2 separate regions of the Danio rerio genome follow, and region 2 is linked to region 1. The links are chromatin contacts, called in public Hi-C maps. All regions are on one chromosome and are shown on one strand. The core of a region is the stretch at or near the end of the contact, and the rest is flanking DNA. Distances in the headings are between cores, read along the strand shown.

Region 1 (5,352 bases), core at 395-2,894:
ACAAAATTTTTTTTAACATTTGTTTTTCTAATGTTCTAGTGACAGAAATAGAATTTCCAAGGGGTATTTAAGTATGCAAATTTATGGTAGGGTGTTTAGCTGAAAGCAGTATCTCAGACGAAACCAGACTAGACCCAAAAAAGTCAGTCTTTACAAGCACTTAGCAGCCATCTGCTTTGTCAGTCACAGATTTACAACCCCTGGACCCAAACACTTAAAGCTGATTCTGAGTAAACACTGCCAGAAGCTTTGCTTTTGGGATCACTAAAAACAACCCCATTATCAACCAATTATGAACGCTTGGGTTGATTGTTATTTTTGAAGGTAGTTTAGTGCTGCCGCCTACTGGTGAAGTTTGTGTTTGACAGCTCATTAGAAGCTTTAAAGCAGGGGTGCACACATTTTTTATTAATGAAGGGCCAAAAACCAAACTTGATTGAGGCTAGTGGGCCGAAGGTAAATATAGTTGCCATGCTTAATTTCCTAATTGTTTTAACAATATTTAAAATAACTAGAAATCGCTTTAGAATCGATTTAGAATTCCTAGAATTGCTTTGTAACAATCAATAAAAGAAAGATATTTTTGCATTTTTATAATGAACGTATTACAGTAAAAACAAAAACAACACGGCTGTGTTGACACAGTGACAGTGACAATCTCTGATAAAGGCAAAAACCTCTTCATCATTCTTAGTCTCTTCTCAGATAGGATGTTGGACCAAATAAAACTTTGGCCTGCAGGTCCTTCTATGGGCATCTATGCTTTAAAGCAATAATTTACCCAAAAATGAAATTTAGCACACTAATTACTCTCCTTCAGGTGGTTACAAACCTTTATGAGCATCTTTCTTCTGTTGAGCACAAAAGAAGATATTATGAAGAATGCAGTAAACCTGTAACCACTTCCATAGTAGGAAAAACAAACACAATGAAATTCCACGGTTACGCATTTTCTAACTCTTCAAAATAAATTAATGCTCAAAAACAGAAGAACTCCTTAAAAGTGTGGAACACTAAAGTAAATGATGACATTGTTTTTATTGTTGGGTGAACTATCCCTTTAATAGTGTGTTTGAAAACTTAAAGGGATACATCACTCAAAAATCAAGCTTTATTCATCATTTACTCATTCTCAAGTGGTTCCAAACCTTTATGAGTTTCTTTTGTTGGACACTAAATAAGATATTTTGAAAGAAAGCTGAATAATGTTACATGTAACCTTTGACTTTCATAGTAGGTAAAGCAAATAATATGTAAGTCAATGGTTACATGTTTCCACCCTTTATCGTTTTAAAATGTTTTCTTTTGTGGAGAAGAAAGTCAAACAGGTTTAGAACAGGTAAAGAGCAGATTTAATTTTCACTTTTGAGTGAATTCTATTTACATTACTATCCCTGTAATGTAAATAGAAGAAAACAACGTTTCCTCTTCGATATTTCTCCTATTAGTATCTCAGAATGAATACATAGCTTACATTACTTTAACAGGACCGCATTGTTGTGATGCCTGGGAAGAGGGAAGCGAGCGAGGTGAATATGCTCATGTAAATTTACCTCTCGTTAAGCTCCGCCCCTCTCTCCTAATCCACCAATCTAGACTCCGACAGTTTGTCAAGCCCCGCCCGCCTCAGCGTGAGCCTATCAGAATGCGAGGAGCAGCTGGATCGTCTTCAGCAGGTGGAGCTCGCGCGCTCGGCGCCCATGTGTCGTTGGAGGGCAGGAACCGTGCAGGCGTGGCTGGAAGTGATTATGGCCATGCCGATGTACATGCGCGCCTGTGCCGACAACGTCAAAAGCGGGAAGGTAAATGACAACCTGTCATTTTATTACTTAAACAGTTGTCTACGTCATTATTCTCTAATCTATTGCGCACTGCTGATCATATCAGCTTTTAATGCTGTAGGGTGTTTCAACAAGCAGTGTTTGGCATGAATGTTCAATCTGTGTCTTTATTAGGTCTTGTTAGTTCTTACGGATGAGGATCTGGGAAATGTTTTGGGAATCAGTAACTCAATGCATCGCAGGAAACTCCGTCTGGCCATTGAAGATTACAGGGATGCTGAAGCAGGACATGGGTGAGACATGCCATAAGACAACAACAAAAACATAACAGAAAATTCACTCATAGAGGAAACCCCTACAGTCCTCATTACTGACACAGTCAAGGTCAATTTAAAAACATCTTATTATTCGATGTTTGTAATGACAAGGCATGTTAATAGTTCAAAAAAGTAATTTAAACACTTTTATGTCACAATCAAACTAAAAATTATGCCAGAAAAGAAATCTGCCATCATTTACTTGCCCTTCACTTGTTTGATTTTCTTCATTCTTTTGAACATAAAAGAAAATATTTAGGAAAAAATGCTGGTAGCTGCGACCCGTCTAAATGTTTTCAGTTTTTTTTTCTTATTATGGAAGTCGATAGGTCTCAGCAATCAGAATTCTTCAAGATATCTTCTTTTGATTTCAACTGAAGAAAGAAACTCATAAAGGTTTTAAACCACATAAGGGATAATATATGAAAGGGAGACATTGGCTTTTACAGAGTTAGCTTAGCAATGCCAACAGCAAACAAAGTTTGGGGACTACAAAAAAAAAAAAACAAAAAAAAAAAAAAAACATCCGGGTTAGTGAAATCACAAACGCTTCAGGTCATGTGCATTCACCATGCGCATATACCCTTAGGGTGTGGCCCCAGATGCGCTGTAATGTTATTGCAGAGAAAGCTAAAATGCCGTCCAAATGCTGCTATTTCCACCAAGCTTCTTCTGTTTCTGTATTTGGGCTTTCAAAGGACACAACACAAAGAGAGAAGTGCTTGCAATTTAATTTCAATTACGTTCCAGAGAATAAAAAATATATAAAGCTAGCAAATGACAAAGGACAGCTTCCAAAATCTCTCAGTTCAGTGCTGCATTCGGCTAAAAAATCCTCAAAGAAGGAGCAGTTCCACGACGGAGACAACGGAAAATGCTGTTTGGCACTGTTAACAATTTAGCCACAAATTCATATTTATGCGTCAAACCACTGTGAACAGCCACAATCATCAGCAGCCACCTTCCCTGCATTCTACATCTCAAATAACAAACTAGCAAAAGGTATGTGACATTTCATCAAAGTGGAAGAAACTTGTCAGATTTTATTTTAGAAAGCAGCTGTGAGGTTCAGCTGTGTTCAGCTCCTCATTTTCTGTCCGGTTCAGGCTCAAACTGATATGGTTAACAGCAAAGAAAGCGTGTGCTTGTGGAGACATTGTTCACGCTTTTCCTGGTGACATGGAGCCGATCTGCGAATCACAGCACAATATGTTAGCTGACCAATCAGAGCCTCTTGAGGTCGGACCTTCGGAAGAACTAGGAAAAATGACAGTCGTTTTCATGTTAGCTGAGTAGCAGTAAATAATTAAAGTAGGATATTTTTTCACAAATGAAGCATGAGCACACATTGCTTTGCATCTTATAAACACAACCAAGCCTTAACAATACACTCTAGACCACCCCTTTAAGGTTCAGGCAACCAAATGATAGAAGTTTCCAAAATATCACAGAGGAATTCTTTATAAAAAAAAAAGAACATGAATGAAACAAGCTGTTTAATCTAGGTCCTGTGAATAGATACAGTCACTTTACTGTATATAATGGATTGGTTTGAGGGTGAGTAAATGATGACAAAATGTTCAATTTTGAAATGAAAACAGCATTGAACACCACTGAACAGTCATGAAATAACTGTTTGGTTTTGAACTTTTAGTATTTACTTAAACCATTAAAATGTCCTAAGATTGTATTTTATATATTTGTTAACCATATTTAAGGTAATTTAAACACACAGTAACACAAAACTAAAGCTTGATTATTGAACAATGGTATTTATAAATTGTATTAATTTTTTTACACATACAAAACAGATTTTATTCCTACTCTCAGTGGACATATTATAGTTACCTAGTACTGGGTTGCAGCTGGAAGGGCATCCGCTGCATAAAACATATGCTGGATAAGTTGGCGGTTCATTCCGTTGTGACCATCTGATTAATAAAGGGACTAAGCGGAAGAAGAATGAATGAATAAATGAATTGTGTGTCTCAGTCTTTCTAAAGCAGCTGAACTGGATCATCACTGGGTGGCTCAGGCATGGCTGACTGATGTGGGTCTCCCTCAATATTCCCAGTTCTTTCACACTCACCTTGTGGACGGACGTCTCCTGAGTACCCTCACACGTGCTGACTTGGAGAAACATCTGCACGTATCTAAAAAAGCCCACCAGAACAGCCTCCTGCTGGGAATACAACTGCTACACACGCTTAACTTTGACAAAGAGGTAAAAACACACACATAAACCCGAAGAAGAGTGTGCTGGGAATTCCCACAGGCACTAAAGCTTACCAAAAAGGAAAAACAACCATAACAAACATCATAAAAACACAGCAAGCTTCTATTGAGCACAACAGTTGGGTTCCAGAAGCAAAGGGGCATTCATTTGCTTTAAATAGGAAACAGATTTTAAAGACAGCCCTGTTGTGAGCTCAGACTTTATACTTGCTTTTGTTGAGCACATTTGTTCATAATAATTGAACTTATTTTTCAAATATTCATGTTTAATCACATAGTTCATAAAACTCATAAAAATACCATATATATGTATTAGTTATTTTGGTCATTCACAGTGAATATGTTTGTGCAGTTATGTTAGAATGCATGACCATTCAGTTTACAACACCTTGAATAAAACAGGGAACAAATAAAAGAGGATGTACATTGTTTATTTATTATTTTGTAAAAGAAGAGTTACAAATCATTTAACACTGGTGGCTTGACCATATTGTACACTACCTTACAAAAAAAGTCTTGTTGTTGATCCCAGCTGTAAATGCAACAAATAATTACTTGACTTCTAGTAGATCATTTGGAAAAGTGGCAGAAGGTAGATTTTTCTGATGAATCCTCTGTTAAACTGCATCCCAATCATCACAAATACTGCAGAAGACCCATTGGAACCCACATGGACCCAAGATTCTCACAGAAATCAGTCAAGTTTGGTGAAAGAAAAATCATTGTTTGTGGTTACATTCAGTTTGTGGGCATCCAAGAGAGGTATCAAACCTGAGGTATCAAGACATTTGTGCACCCCATTACATAAACCACCAACCACAGAAGAGGGCAAATTCTTCAGCAGGATAGCACTCCTTCTCATACCTCAGCCTCCACATCAAAGTTCCTGAAAGCAAAGAGGGTCAATGTGCTTCAGAATTGGCCAGCTCAGTCACCAGAGATGAACATTATTGAAAGAGGAGGCATCCAAATGAATCCTAATAATCTTGATGAACTCTGGGAGTCCTGCAAGAACGCTT
Region 2 (4,774 bases), core at 637-3,136, 78 kb before region 1:
CTGCCCCTTTTTAGAATTTAAGTCTCTGATGTCCCTAGAGTGTTTTTGTAAAGTTTCAGCTTTGATTATACCCCAAATAACGTTTTATAACTATTTAAATACGACCCATTTAAGCTTTGATCCTAATTGTACCGTTTTACTCACTGTCGCTTTAAATTCAAATGAGATTGTGCTCCCAGCCCTCTTTTCAAAACAGGGCGGAGCTACAAATGCCTAGGTCAAATGCTTAGGACCTTGTAGGTCAAATGTGTCAGCATAGTGGCAGATTCAAAAACAGGACTAACGTCCTATGCTAATGAGGGAGAGATTGTGACTTGTGGGCTTTACTTTCCCCCTCTGATGACTTGTACAAATGGAGAATGTCCATCAAAATGTTTCTTCAGACTATGATAAAAAAATTAAATTAATAAATTTTTACCATTAGAAGCTGGTTAAATTCACTGACAGTTGCCACCCAACTGTGTTTAAACCTCTTATAAAAGTTAATTCCACGGCGGAATGAACCTCCAACTTATCCAGCATATGTTTTATACCACCACACTGAACTGAGCTAACTGATCTGAAACTGAACTACTTTGTTCCAATTTACTATGACCATTTATGTGAAGCTGCTTTGACACAATCTACATTGTAAAATCTATATACAAATAAAGATTAATTGAATTGAAAAAAACTGTGGATGCCCTTTCAGCTGCAACCCAGTACTGGGAAACACCCATACTTTTTCACATTCACACACATACACTAGGGCCAATTTAGTTTTTTTTAATTCACCTTTAGTGCATGTCTTTGGACTGTGGGGGAGGAGCACCCGAAGGAAACAAACGCCAACATGAGGAGAACATGCAAACTCCACACAGAAATGCTATCTGGTCCAGTTGGGACTCAAACCAGCAATCCTCTTGCTGTGAGGCGACAGTGCTAACCACTGAGCCACGGTGCTGCCCAAGTCTAAACATGTTCCATAAACTCCATGAATTAATGCAATTACATTTATATATAGCTATAATACTATATTAAAATAGAAAATCGCCTTTGCAAAAGCACAGACAAGCCAGAAAAAAAAAAAATTATTCTCTGTTATTGTTTTTTTCAACGGAATAAATTTCTGTTATACTGCACATGGCTAAATATACTTACCTCCAAATTCCTATATGAATTATTAGCACAAAACAGTATAGTTTTGTTCATAATATATACATTCTTCAGGCTTGTAAGTGCAGGAGAATGCTGTATGAAAGTGTTCCAGTATAGGTTTGCCATGTGTTTGTGTTTGTTGTGTATGTGCTTGCACAGTCCCCCTGTCCCATCTGCTCCTCCTGGCCGAATCAAACCCTGATGAGCCGAAACCTCCCCCTTTCCCAGACCACAGATCCATCAGCCAACCTGCCACTCAAAGCCTGGAGGGGGGAGCTGGAAATGATAATGCTGCCATCTTCCTGTCTTCTTCCTGAAATTTTTAATAACCCAAAGCGCACGCTCACATCTCACGCCGTTCCCTCACACTTATTTCTAGTGAGCTTTTAATAGGGTTACAAGGTTTATCAGGACTTGATGATTAAAAAACCTTGCAGATTCAAGTCTCGCGCTACACTTTAATGACCCTCAATATGAATCAGGCCTAGACGGGACGCAGCAAGGTCCAGACTAATCTCACCGGTGAGTCCCTGGGGGATTGATAAGGTCTGCTAGAGTCAATTTGCTATTCCTCATCAAGCCTCACTCAACACACACACACACACACACACACACACACACACACTGGTCAGTGTGCAAAGGCCCAGCTGGTTCTCAGAGGGCACATGTCACAAATGACTAACGTATCCCATAATGCCATCTGCTTCCGATATCCCAGAAGACCCCCAACCAATCAGAAGCACATGGTGACCAAAGAAACACCTGACTGACATTAGAGGGCCGACTGTTACCATGGTGATACATCCAGTTCGGATGAGTGCTTCAAACTCTACAACAAATAGTTCTCGGTTACATGTGTGCACATTAGGCTTGTGTTTCAGGAGTCCGTTTGGGAAAGATGCTTAGTAAGTGTCTGGATAGGTGCTTTCAGAGGGTCTGGCTGGCCTATTGTGTCTGGATGTGCAAGAGCTACATTAATTGTCTCTCCTCTCCTCATTTTCCTGCTCAGCAGAGCGGAGAGAGAGAGACGGAGAAAAAAGGAGAGGGCAAAGGACAGGGAGAGAGGAAGATTCAGAGGGGCATAAAGAGAAGAAGACAAAGCAGACCCAAGGAGATAAGACAAAAGTGTAAATAAGAAAAATGGAATCTCATTCTTTCTCTCAAATCTTATTACAGTAAAGCTGGAAAGTAGTCATTTAAATTAGCATAATGAAAAAGCAGGTTCTCGAATGGAGAGGATCCCTCATATCTAAAAAAACAGCTGCTGGGGGAGAGATTCTGAAGGTCTGACTGTGGTCTTTGGAAGTAATTAAAGGGATAGTTCATAACAGAATGAATATTTGTTTATCGTTTGCTCACTCTCATGTCATTCCTGTCATTCCAAAACTATTTTATTCCCACAATGTGGAAGCCAATGGTAACCGAAAATGTTTGGTAAATGTGTGTGAAAGAAAATCATTCTAGTTTGGAACGACATCAAGTTAGTAAATGTCGACTTGATTTCATTTAAGTTTGGCTGAATTTATTTTTTGTGTTCCTCAAGGCTCTGTTTTGGGCCCCTGTACATTTTTCCTCTTAGTCAGCTTTTAAGGCCTTGTTTACAGTAATATTTTTTAAACACATCCTTTTCTCTCTGTTTGACCTTCAAACCACACTGAGATGGTCTTTATTTATTTATTTATTGAAGTTTAATGAAAGCACTTTCCAAAGTAGATATCTGAAAATGCCATGTATGCATTGTGGACTGTACAAAATGGAAGCTTTGGAAAATCATAGCACATATTCAGTCATGGGATGCAGTTATGTGAGCCATTCAGTCCACAGCAAAATGGTTTGTTTGCACTGCCACTGTATTGTTTTTGTTTTGTTTATTAAAGTTTAATGTTAATGTTTTGGATTCTTCAAATTGCATTTCTTCAGAAGATACGATATGATCGTTTTTTTTTCTTAACAAGCATTTTGTACACTTCCCTGAGAACAGTATGAGCAACTTCTAGAAAACACTTGTAAACATTAGTGGGAAAGAATTTTAAAATAAAAGAACTTTTTTATATACTAATTATTACTCATTCATTCATTCATTCATTCATTCATTTATTCATTCATTTATTCATTCATTCATTTTCCTTCAGCTTAGTCCCTTATTTATCAGGGGTCACTACAGCGTAATATACTGCCAACTATTCTGGCAAATGTTTTACGCAGCGGATGCCTTTTCAGCCACAACCCAGTACTGGAAAAAACACATATACACTCTCACATTCACCTATACTATCTGTCTTTGGACTGTGGGGGAAACCGGAGCCCCCAGAGAAAACCCATGCAAACATATGGAGAACATACAAACTCCACACAGAAATGCCAACTGACTCAGTCGGTGCTATTCACTGAGCCACTGAGCTGCCTCTCCTCATTATTAGACAACTTTAATTACTATTTATATGGAGATGACACTCATATTTACATTCATTCTGCACCTGGAGAAACTTTTCTTTCACAACATGATAAAACTTGGATGAAAAAAAAATACCTGCATTTGAATAATTGATAGATTAAAGTTTATCGTCAAAGTTAAATCATTTATTTTAAACTTGGATCTTAAGGCTTTATTTTTCTCTAGATTTTTTTTAACAAATCAAAATTTGCTAGGGCTGAAAATATGATCTCGACTCCTCAAATTGCATAATTTTAACAGTCCCACAGTCTTGTCTTCACACCATAGGTGATAGAGCCTTTACTTCTTACACCTCTCACAAACACTAATTTCCCATGATATTAGAAATCACAGTTTTAAAATGAGACCTTAAAGTCTCCACGAAATCAAAATGTACAGTTTGTTTTTTTTAGCTCACATTATTAATCTTATAGTCAATAATTAATATATGCACGCTAGTCCACTGAAAAAAAATTAAATGTAGTCTGACTATTTACTACTGCAGTTGGAGTAGGAGTCCTTCTGTTGACGTTTGGGTTCTTCCAACAACTGTGTATCAATAACCTTTACTATACCCCTTTGACCATTAGTTTGCTATTAGAGAATGATGTGCAAAGGAAAGCCCCCACCATTACTCAACTTTTCATTTCAGTTGGAAATATCGACATAATGAAATAAAGGTTACAGCAACTTCCGGTTCATGCATACTCTAAAGCTTTTAAAAAAATGTTCCTAGCGTGACACTATGGCTAAGTGGTTAGCAATGTCGCCTCACAGCAAGAAGGTTGCTGGTTCGAGTACCGGCTGGGACCTTTGGCATTTCTGTGTGGAGTTTGCATGTTCTCCCCGTGTTGGCGTGGGTATTCTTAGGTTGCTCCTTTCCAAAGACATGCGCTATTTGTGAATTGAATAAACACAATTGGGCATAGTGTATGTGTGTGAATGAATGTGTATGTATATTTCCCAGTACTGGGTTGCAGCTGGAAGGGCATCCCCTGTGTAAAACATATGCTGGATAAGTTTGCAGTTCATACCGCTGTGGCGACTCCTGATGAATAAAGGGACTAAGCTGAAGAAAAATAAATGAATAATGTTCCATTATAAATAATAATAATAATTCCTTATGTTTATATAGTGCTTTTCTAGACACTCAAAGCGCTTAACATATTTTTAAGAGAAATCTCCTCATCCACCACAGCATTC

What was found. Hi-C and Micro-C count contacts between places; a contact is called where the count stands out from the background.
Region 2: a contact with region 1 is called in a Hi-C map of embryo, with 3 times the contacts expected there. The contact joins two enhancer-like sites. A contact is called at or near these places in 6 of 18 Hi-C or Micro-C datasets (caudal fin, embryo, hematopoietic stem cells and 2 more) and 1 of 4 datasets of contacts at active chromatin or transcription factors (caudal fin).

What each region holds. Positions count from the first base shown.
Region 1 is chr8:28,619,558-28,624,909 of GRCz12tu, reverse strand. kazna (kazrin, periplakin interacting protein a) reads left to right here. Exons shown (of 15, transcript NM_001128289.1): 9 at 1,597-1,802; 10 at 1,956-2,074; 11 at 4,091-4,322. Among named protein-coding and RNA genes, the nearest start is that of tmem51a, 12 kb to the right of the region's middle. Within about 2 kb of position 1,644, at least 9 of the 62 cell types and tissues checked have an H3K27ac peak or open chromatin away from gene starts, as enhancers often do.
Region 2 is chr8:28,698,278-28,703,051 of GRCz12tu, reverse strand. No RefSeq gene overlaps it. Among named protein-coding and RNA genes, the nearest start is that of kazna, 7.7 kb to the right of the region's middle. Within about 2 kb of position 1,886, at least 14 of the 62 cell types and tissues checked have an H3K27ac peak or open chromatin away from gene starts, as enhancers often do.